2 separate regions of the Drosophila melanogaster genome follow, and region 2 is linked to region 1. Evidence: chromatin contacts called from public targeted proximity ligation data. All regions are on one chromosome and are shown on one strand. The core of a region is the stretch at or near the end of the contact, and the rest is flanking DNA. Distances in the headings are between cores, read along the strand shown. Region 1 holds the start of CG42656. Region 2 holds the start of Nlg3 (Neuroligin 3).

Evidence for each region.
Region 2: a contact with region 1 is called in a targeted proximity ligation map of the Kc167 cell line, with 2.3 times the contacts expected there. A contact is called at or near these places in 2 of 107 Hi-C or Micro-C datasets (the OSC cell line and brain) and 1 of 7 datasets of targeted methods (the Kc167 cell line).

Annotation. Positions count from the first base shown.
Region 1 is chr3R:7,489,438-7,494,950 of dm6, forward strand. CG42656 reads right to left here and starts at 3,834. Exons shown (of 2, transcript NM_001202263.1): 1 at 3,765-3,834; 2 at 3,524-3,708. The coding sequence starts at 3,799. The coding sequence ends at 3,585. It overlaps alpha-Est10 (alpha-Esterase-10), which reads right to left and starts at 4,408. Exons shown (of 4, transcript NM_001260033.2): 1 at 4,292-4,408. The coding sequence starts at 4,386. alpha-Est9 (alpha-Esterase-9) reads right to left here. Exons shown (of 4, transcript NM_169187.3): 4 at 4,484-5,513.
Region 2 is chr3R:7,636,967-7,642,097 of dm6, forward strand. Nlg3 (Neuroligin 3) reads right to left here and starts at 2,468. Exons shown (of 13, transcript NM_169190.2): 1 at 1,858-2,468.

The DNA.
Region 1 (5,513 bases), core at 2,584-5,083:
TAGTTTGATTCAACATCATTGCACACGAATGCATACAAATCGGTAATTACGTTTGAAATCGAGAGAAAGGCGAGATCAGATTGGATACCAGATTGGATTGTACGTGACTGCTGTGGGTCCGCGAAAGCCAACATCCAAGATATAACGCCTTTCAATATTTTTCGAAGATCTGAGTTTGTCATTGAAATACTTTTCTTCAGTGTAGTTCGTTTTAAATGGCCTAATAGGCAGCAGGAAAGCAGCAGAGCGAAACAAATGAAGGTAATAAATTTAGACTAATTCACTCAGTTAACCTAAGGATTAACACTTTTATAAGTGGTAAAAGCATTCAAATTGTACTTTAAACACAAAGCAAATGCGCAAAGTAATCAAAATTAAGTTTAGTCGTATCAGAAATACTTAAAGCATTCGACAAACAATCAATGCAGTGCGATATAGTTAATCAACATTTCGATTATTTAAAATTCAATGGCTTGACGACAAAAAGTGAATAGGATGACTAACAATATAAATGTTAGAATAAGCTATATCCGAGTTTGTATTATATCGGTAATGTATCTTTTGTGAAAAGAAATGTAAAAATGTAAAAACCGCCATGTCATGCCCATAGGGCAGAAAATATGGCAGACCTATCACCTGAAATGAACCCTGTACCCGAACAGCTTATCAATATAATTCCGCATGTTAAAACAGACATTCATACATACATACATATGTATGTACGATTTGAGCCAGTCGTATAATGTAGGTAACGTTTATCCATTAATTTATGAATTCAACTAGCAGTGAATATTATATCTGTTTACGAGTACACTTATCAGCAATTTCAACTTAAATCAGTTGTTTGGGTAATCATAAAAGACCAGCTCGGCACTTCAAAGAAAGGTAAAGTCTTGGTAATTAATTTTATTTGTATTCCGCTATTTTTCTATTCCTCTATATATTTTAGTTTGTATGTTTAATAATATGATGTTGGTGATGAATTTATCCATAGGCCTGATTCACTGCTAACTGACCTAACCTACTTCACCCATTTCCTCAATTGAAAGCAAATATATGGCAGTAAATAAATATAGAAACACGCAATTAACACAATTGTGTGTGGCTATGCAATAATTTATGTTAAAAATACTAACTACCCGCAAAACTGCTAATAAACCTGCGAAAACGTGCAAAAAATAGCAAACACAATTCAAATAACATTAACAACCAACGAATGCCGCAACTGTGGAAGTATCGCTGATTCATGGGTGAAAAACCCAGGGAAAGATACCAAAGTCGAAGAAACAAAACAGACAGAAATGAGCCAGGGAAAAGGCAGCATTATTAAGTTCATGCAAAACAACCGAAAACAAGCAACATATATACATAACAAAAACCGACACGCAGCAAAGTTTGCGCAACAATTTCACCAACGCAAGACATAAATTGATGTGTGCACACATTACACTGAGAAAAAGTTACAAAATGCAAACATTTCATTGGGTAATCAAATAAAAAATATTTAAACCCGGTATCTATGGAGTTTTTATCCAAAACGATATTAAATGGTAATCACTGTTGAGTCTTCAATAGTTTCAAGGAGTGCATAAATTCATAAATCATAAATTGTAAAACAAATTATTTTTTAATTAAAATTGAATTAATCTCCATGTTTTTTTAGAGCAGGATAGTGTTAATTTATTCTTGATTTTTTGAAGAAAATAAAAAGTGTTTCATCACATTTTTTGTAATATTTATAAATCAAGCACTTCTGCAACACTATTTTCCCAGTGCACACGTATGCATTTGTATGCATGCTGGGCAGAAGCTGTTGCAAAACCAAGACGCGAGACCTCAAAACACAGAAAACCGTTTAACGCTCCGCAAGAGCAAGAAGCGGACACTGACTGGGAAAACTCACTTAAAGGTCAGCTTTAGTATATCCATAAAGCGTGTTGCCATATCGAATCCCATATCACGCACTCTTTTTCATGAACACCCAGACACGCTGGTTATCTATGTATGTATGTTCCGCTATGCACGCTTCGCAAACGATCGATTTGGGGAAAGTGTCACAATAAACCCGAAGCTAGCCAAGTTAACACAACCGGCTCGAACAAAACTATCGCTAATCGCTGAACGGAACAAACAGAGCGCTCTCCAAGAGCGTGTGGCACCAACTGACCGGTGTCTCGGGATCTTGTTTATACTAATATTTGAAGCTTTGGAGCGGTGGCGTTATTGCCACTCTCCAAACTCTCTCTCTCTTTCTCTCAGTGCTTTTGCACAGCGGAAGCGATTCTCACATGAATCAGCTGTTCGGTTAGCAACTATCTGCCCTCTACATTACCGGTTTCACCGTTTACTTTCCGAGTTTTCTTACTGTTATGATATGTATGTATGTGTTTGTATACAAGGGGGTCGTAGCGTAACACAGTCATCTTAATTCATAAAGGCCCATGTATCAGGGATTATATGGGAGTTTATAATATTTTTAATAGGAATCTACACTTTTATCTTAAGCGTAGGGTAGGTTAGATCAAACTGGAGTCTTCTTCTTTGCATTGTAAATTTTTATAAATTAAGATCTTATGCCGCTTTGTGACATAGATGGCACTCTCGAAAGCGGTCACTTTCAATTTTCTAAACTTAATCTACCTTGCACTTATGTACATTAAGTAATGTAATCCATTATCAGTAGCGACTAGACTATGTTCTCTTTTCTTTAAATTTTAGCTTTTTTTCGGATAGTGATCATTGACTTCGCACACTCAAGTTGTTGTCACTACGTGGACTGTCATCTACATTGATGATCTTATATTATTATGTAAGATTCTAATACAAGATATTGATACATCAAAAAGTTCAGAGTTTTAATATATGGCCCTGGGTATCAATTAGTTGAGCTTCCAAACTATTTCGCATTATCGTTGTTATCGAAAAAAAAGTTTTTTCACAAGCTTTTAATGCGCGCTGCAAAGCTGAGTGTTGTGATACCCAAAAGTGTGATCAAGCTTTACAAATCAATATTAAACCTATGACAACCAACGCCTCAAGATAACCTTGGGCACTAACTTAATTTACTTTTCTTAACTATTTTTTGAGCAATTTTAAGCCTTCCTAAAAATAGGAAAGCCCCTTAGACATACACTTAAAAAACACATATACACATTTCGCTAGGAAAATAAATATACATTTGTATGAACTTTCGTCTAGTGATTATATTAAAACCTACATATACAATTTGTTTGTTTTCTTTTTGGAAATTACCTACGGTTCCCTTTTTTATAACGAATAAAGTAGCTAAACAAACAAGAGAGGAGTAACTTAATTTCATATATGTATCTTTTTATATCAGCATATTATGGAGTGACACTGAACTTATGGTATGAAAATAGATAAGTACTTGACTTGCAAATACTTTGGAAATAAATTTCACATAGATAAGACATATTTTAAATGTCCCAGTAAGGCCCTAAGTGTGTGCCATAGATGTAGTTTTTCTACCGCTGAAACTGGTCACTTAAAAAGCTGTCTCGATGCTGAAAGATTGTTCATTTATTTACTCATGATTGAACTTAATGGGGATTTGTTCGTAACACCTAATAGTCGAAGTCATCGGATGCGGTGTAGTGCTCTTCACTTTCAGTTACCACTGTGTCTGCCTCGGCGGAAGGAACATCGTCACACAATCCCAAGTGCAGGCTTATTGCAATGAAATACAAGCTGAAAACAAAGTGCTTAACTTAACTATGATCCTACTAATCGAGAAATAATCTTACCTGATCAACAAGACAATTTTCAGAAGTGCATCCATTTCGACTTGTCCAGCTGAGTGTCCCAAATCTTACTGATGCACAGATGCATGATCAGATATAGAAATAGCAAGCTGGTGAACTCAGTTGGATTGCACTAACTATTAGCACTCGACAGCTGATTCACAGATATTTGCCCAACCGCCGGGCATTAAGTATAACAGATCAAACAAACTTTGATTACAATACCTTGACATTCACTTTGGACATTATTATACAATTATTAGAGCTAATCACCGTAACGAACAAATGCAAAACATAAAGGTTCCAATTAGCAAGGAATTAGTCACGCTGTATTTCATCTCGCGATTTGTATTAAGTATAACATTTTCGCATCAACGCATTTGCGATAATTTGTGGCTATTTAGTAGGTCTGATAACTCACATGGGGCCCAGACAAAAATTCGATTGAGTTTTATGTGAGTGGTAATGAATATGCAACCACATGTGTTGAGTTTGCGTTTTTCATTAGAGGAGTAAACTATCGTACTTACTGCTGAATGAAATCCCCATTGGTGAAGACTTTCGGTACACTTTTGTTCGGAATGAGGCTAAAATGCCTTAGTAGAGATACCCAATACCTTCTCATTTCGGTTGTGTGAGAACTATTTCAAAGCACTTGTTAAATCTATTATTTCTTTGTTTCAAAACACAAAGTTTATTTTTTTTTCATAAAATACATTTTTAAATTTCATCGTGTTTTGCATCACATGACTTTGAAGCTTTTCGACAATATATTTGTATTTCCAACAAATTCGGATACACAGAGAATTCTTAGGCAAACTATTGTAGCTTTATTTATTTGCCTTAAATCGTCATCTTCTTGTGGACATTCATAAACGATTCCAAAAAATTTGTTTTTGTTTTCATTATTTTATATTCTAAAAATGATGTAAAACTTGGACAGGTTTATCGTTTGTTCAAATATAACATTTTACCAAAAACAACCTATGCATACAAAAGATATATATCTAAAAAGACTTAGGCTAAGAATATAAATAAATTGGTTACGGTTAACTAGTAGTTTCAGTTAAATATACATCTCAAAAACTCAAATGGAAATTCCCTTCTTGTAAATGTGTGCGTTCGTGATACTGGAAGAAAATATACTGGATCTTCTAACTCAAGTTTGTGCTGAGTACTTAAAACGATCTCGAATAAAATGAGTTGTATAAAATACGTTTGATATTAGTTGGCTTTTAAAGATATCAGCGAGACTTAAAGGAACGTTAAATATAAGATCTTAGCTCAGATTCCTTGGCTGTCTTGTTTGTCGAGTTTGGTTTAGTGGGTTTTGGTAGTTTCTCATAGAAGGTACTTCAGTTGCGACTTGTTTCACACTCATAGGTCGTGCGGCATCATGACTATATACGAACAGCCTGCTTAGACTACAGATTCGATCCGATAAGATATAGTAAGAAACGGATGAACTTTAACACACCTAGAACTCTTCTTCTCGTTGACAAACTTAACAATAAACTCTCATATTTTATGTCTAAAGCTACGCTTTGCATTGTTTCAAACATAGGCTTCAACGTAAAGCTTTTCCAATCGTAAAAGGTTAGGGTGGGTTCACTTATCATTCTTGCCAAAAATAAGTCTGTTGGGCAATCTGAGGGCAAGTTCTTCAAAATGTTCACATAAAGCGGTGGTTCTCTCCATCAGGAATAAAGACCTTTTGATGACAGAGACAAAAATTATGTTGAATTTTGTAAA
Region 2 (5,131 bases), core at 1,218-3,717, 150 kb after region 1:
ATTGCGCATCACCAGCCCATCAGCAGCCCATCGCCTGCGCCAAATTTTGCATATTAATTGCTCATTAATTGTTGATTAGCTTTCAAGTGCCGCAACGTGCCGCCCTGCCAACCCCCCTGGTAATCCTCAGCGTTCAGACTCAAGGATACGCCGAACTTATCCGAGGCAGCTCGGAATTAGTGCGACAAAATGTGGTAATCAATCAAAAAGGGGAAGGGCGCCTCCGCAGCTCGGGCTGAGTTCTTTCCTCGGGCGAAAATACTTGCAATTAGGCATTATTAATCACAGCGACTAAGCACCAACACCAGGAGCTATCGGATATAGCTTCGGAATTAGCCAGGACTATGCATGAAGTGAGCACTTCCTGTCTTGGCAAATAATTACATTGGTCATCGCCGTTGGTGGTGGTCACAGCGCTAATGTGCTAGTATTATTTTCTCATCAAAATTAATATTTAATTAAAAGTCAAGAGCGGGGGCTGGCTGAACACGCGCCGAGAAAAGTTAATTTCCTTTTGGGAAATTCACCATGATATTCATTTTTGGTCGGCAAACCTAACGAAATTGGGGTGAAAAATAACTACACAGCTGAAAAATGCTGCAGCAAATTAAAATTTAACTATACAGGGTGCATACTTTTCAATATTCAATTCACATTTATGGCATTGCTTTCGTGGATTCTATGCAATTTTATTTATTGTTTTTGATTAAAAAATTATTCAATATAAATTTCGTTCAATAAACTTAATATATAAAATAATTAAATTCTTTGAAATAGTTACCAGCATGGCAAATGCAATATTACCGTTCATTGAAAAAATTAATAAACTATTCTAATACGTTTTTGTTTGGAAAAACTTTAATTAAGTAAGCGGCTAAAAGTAAAACTGTACTTTTTTAGTAACATAAAAATATGTGCTTTACTTTCTATTGTTATCAATTAATTTTCATCAACACTTTCATTTCATTCCACTGTAAATAAAGCAAGTAAAAATGCGCTATGTTTATGTGGAAAATGGATTTTTAACAAGTGTTCCTCAAAATATATAAATTCTAGGAAATCAATTGTTATGCAATAATAGCAAATATTAAACAAAATTACTTATGATGTACAAGGTACATTGAATTAAACTCCGTAACCTTATTGGTCTCTATTTGCCATCCTATTTAAAATAATGAAAACTTCAAATAGAAAACAGATGTGCAAATAGCTCAGATTTCTAAGTATCACAGGTATTTCTATTTGCTGTAGTTTCACAAAACCTGCTGAGTGCAAGGGTAAATGGATTATGAATGAGCAATTGCATTCACAGCAACGGAATATCATGTTCGAAATCCGAGTGCAAAAAGAGGCTGCCTGAAATGCAAATACACAAAGCGACAAGCAGCAAACAATTGAACTCTAATGACTGACAGAGTTCATTGCCAGGTCGCGGATCGGAATCCGATTTATGGACTAATTGCGCTGCTCATGTCAAATGCTCAACTCGAGGGTGTGGGGTCGATTGTCTGTTCGTATGACAGGGAACAAGGGCAATCGAATAAAGAAAGGCCCCAATCGGGCAGAATATTCGTGGCCAAAACACTTGACTTATGCGTGCCCGCAAGTCGACAACTAATCAATCAGTGAAAGAAGCCCTCATGGTTCATGTGATTCCTCGATTTTTTATTCGAGGAGCATCGTATGATGGATTAGATTGGTCTGAAGTTTGATATACGTTTTTTTTTTTTTTTTTCGACATCAACCACTTTCTTCATCGCCTCCGAAAGCCCATTTCAAGTTTAATCTCGCGTGGCGAAGTGACCAAAGACAGCAGTGAGTTTCGTTTAATTATGGCTTGATTTATGACTCAATTACCGTTTAATAGTCCAGACCGGATCCTAGTGCGTTGCTTTGATTTGCAAAATGTACGTTCTTTCTCGGGAATGGCTTTTCTTTCTCGTCACACTTCACTGGAACTTCGCAGTAGGGCCTTTGGCTCAGCTGGAGAATTTAATTTTCTTTAATATTTCTTTCTTTGGTATATGCTTTTCACTTTTTGTGCCTTTGGGCTGCCATTTGGCTGACTATTTATTTCTATTTTTCTGCCGGGGCAAGTTGGCGCCTCACACACACGCACGCTTGGGCACAGCCACACACACTGGCACAATAACTTAAATTTTCGCTTGGCTCTTCGCGAATTCCGGCGCTACTGGCTTCTGGCTGCTGCCTTTTATCTTCGTTTTATTTTCTTGAGTAGGTCAGAAGAAGTTGATATATCCGTTGCCTACTTTTCTGGGCGTTGTTTTTGGTCGCGCCTTGTCAATGCAACAACTTCAATACGCACACAGCCACACATCTTAGCCAAATCGCACACTCACACACACTTGCTGGGTGGTATTTTTGATTCGTTCGAATTTTGGGAAAAGCGCGACGCGCTCGATTCGTTTTTAAAGCGCTTGGACGGTCGCCCGATTACCGCTACCAAACAACACAAATATCGAACGTGAACTGACATGGAAATTCGGTATTTCAACCAGCCAAAAGAGGCCCAGGCCTCTCGGCCAACTTCGCTCGGGCGTAGCCGATTCAAAAGCAGTGGCAGCTGCAGCGCCAAACGGGCATGCGACGAACTAATCGAGAGAGCTGCAAAAATTTTAGGGAGCGGGCGCATGGCATTTGCCTGCGTGGGAGCTAAAAGTCCCAAGAGAAACTAACTCCTTTCGAAGGGGAAAACTTTGCGATAGTGGGAAATTTCCCCTTTTTAGAGTACTTCGAAAATATTTAGCTCACTTAACTTGTTGCTAATGAACATCAGTTCGTGGATAATATTTAGTCAAATATTTCTTAACTTGAGAAAGGTATCAATATACATATATATTAATTACCAGCTTATGGGTTGTTAATTTTTAGATATGGCTGATGAAGGCCCTTGTATTTCATGATGTTACCTTGTAAACCATTGGTTCGTACTGCAGAATTTTACATACAGCGGCTAGGGATAACGTTTCAAACGTGGCTGGGAGATCCGGAAAGGCTTGAGTTAAAGTTGAAATCCTCAATTCGGGTTGCTTCCCTATTAAAAAATAATGGACAAGAGGAGATATAAACTTTGTCTTTGGTCACACTGCAAGAAGCATCGGATACTTAACTGGAATTTCCGTTTTAGCGTATCTCGTCCCGGTCAACACTAGTTTGCATCGTACCTTACGTCTTCATCATGCAGCGTAGGTGTAATGATGCGTTGGCTAACAAACGCTATCCGACCAAGTATTAGACCCTAATTAACACAATAAAAAGAAAAACTAAGTCCGTTCTAAGTCAAATTAAATTTCTTAATACTTTTTCATAGCACTGCTATTCCAGTGAACACCAGAATTTGCCTATTTTGTTTTTTTAATCTATACTTTTGATACTATTGAATAAATAAACATTTAAACACATTAAATAAACATTTCTTGAATTGTTTGGCATTAAATACCTAATGATATTATAAAAAAAATTGCCCACTAAAACTGTAAATCATAGGATTTTTTATCTTAAACTCGCAGGTCCCAAGCACTGATATTTTTATGAACACATCTGTACTTAAGCCTGTTTGTCTGCCTTGTCACATTAGCCGTACATCTGGAATTGGTCTCGGATCTCAACACAGACCCTTTTCTAGTATGTCTTCGTCGTTTTATGGCACTTCGACGAAAATGCTGTCAAATCTTCACCGACAATGGCACACATTTTTTGGGGGCAATACGCGTTGTAAATGAAAGGGATCATCTTTTGCAGTCTCAGCACCTTCCCATAGGAAAGACTACCTTAACCTTTTAACAGATGAACACTCTTCTGGCTCAGATAGGCGCGCAGTGGTTAATTCTCGACTGTTATGTTAAATCCCAGACGCTGAGATAACATACCTGTATTCTCCAGCCCATTTTATAATCGATCTAAGTTCATTTTTCAATTAATAGTTTAAGCTATTATTGGCAGCCTTAACAATCCATGTACAAAGGATTTTGCCAAAGATGGCACAAAGAGTATTTATCAACATTACATCAACGTCATAAGTGGAATAATAAGAAAACCAATATATCTGCAGACAACCAGTACCAGGATCAAGGATTCCAATCAGCCACCAGACGGTTGGCTCTTAGCACGCGTAGTTGATACTTATGGACCAGAGAACTGTAGAACGTCAAGCCACTTGCACTCTAAGTGCACCTGCTAGACACTGGATGTCTAGGCACCCGAGTATTTTTTGGCACTTTACTTGCGGCAATAAAAAACACACGAGTTTTTTGCCATCCGTATGAGCAAAAAAAAAACCGGGTGCCAGCTGCGCAATAACCCTTTGGGTGAGCGACACACAAGCAACGATCGGCCGCAGGTCATTTTCTGTATGCATAAAATTTGTATGGGTGGAAGCGAGACGCGTTAAGAAATAAAGGGTGAAAGGGGACACCCAAGAAATAGGTCGTGCCACAGCTTTCGAACACAAAAAGTATTTGAAATTAAAGACGGCATTTGTTGATTTGTTACGTTTTTTTAATCTTAATATAAATAATAATAACAAAGTGTGTTTAAAAAGTATATATAAAATATTTTAAAACGCATTAAAAATGAACTTCATTTTTTTCTATTTTTTGCATCTAATGTCTTAGCAAATAACAATCTTATATATAAGTAAATCATATTTATACCCAATTACTTTATTGTTTTTTTCTTGTTTTTTTTATTATTTTAAAAAATAAAATTTTTTAAAAATTTTACATTAATAAAGAAAAAGGCAAACAGGAAGCAAATATTAAGAAATAATAATATAATATATAAAAAAGGAATGTCTATTGCGAGTTTAGACTGCGAGAGATTAGACTCCTCTATTCTTCTGCACCCGATTGGGCATTCCAACTTAATGTTGTTGGATCAGGTAGTAGGTCATCGACTTCTACCTGGTCCCCATAGACTACGCCGATTTCTAGGAAAAACTTTACCAAATTTTAAAATCCGGCTCCAGTTACTGCAGAAAACGGCCGACAATCTTGGAGAACCCATTGGGTGCACTTTTCAATAGCTTCCTTCTTGACGTTGGTCATTGGTCGTCTTAATGCCAGACAACATTTATGGCGGGATAAATTGGAAGTGTGCTTTTGTACGAATT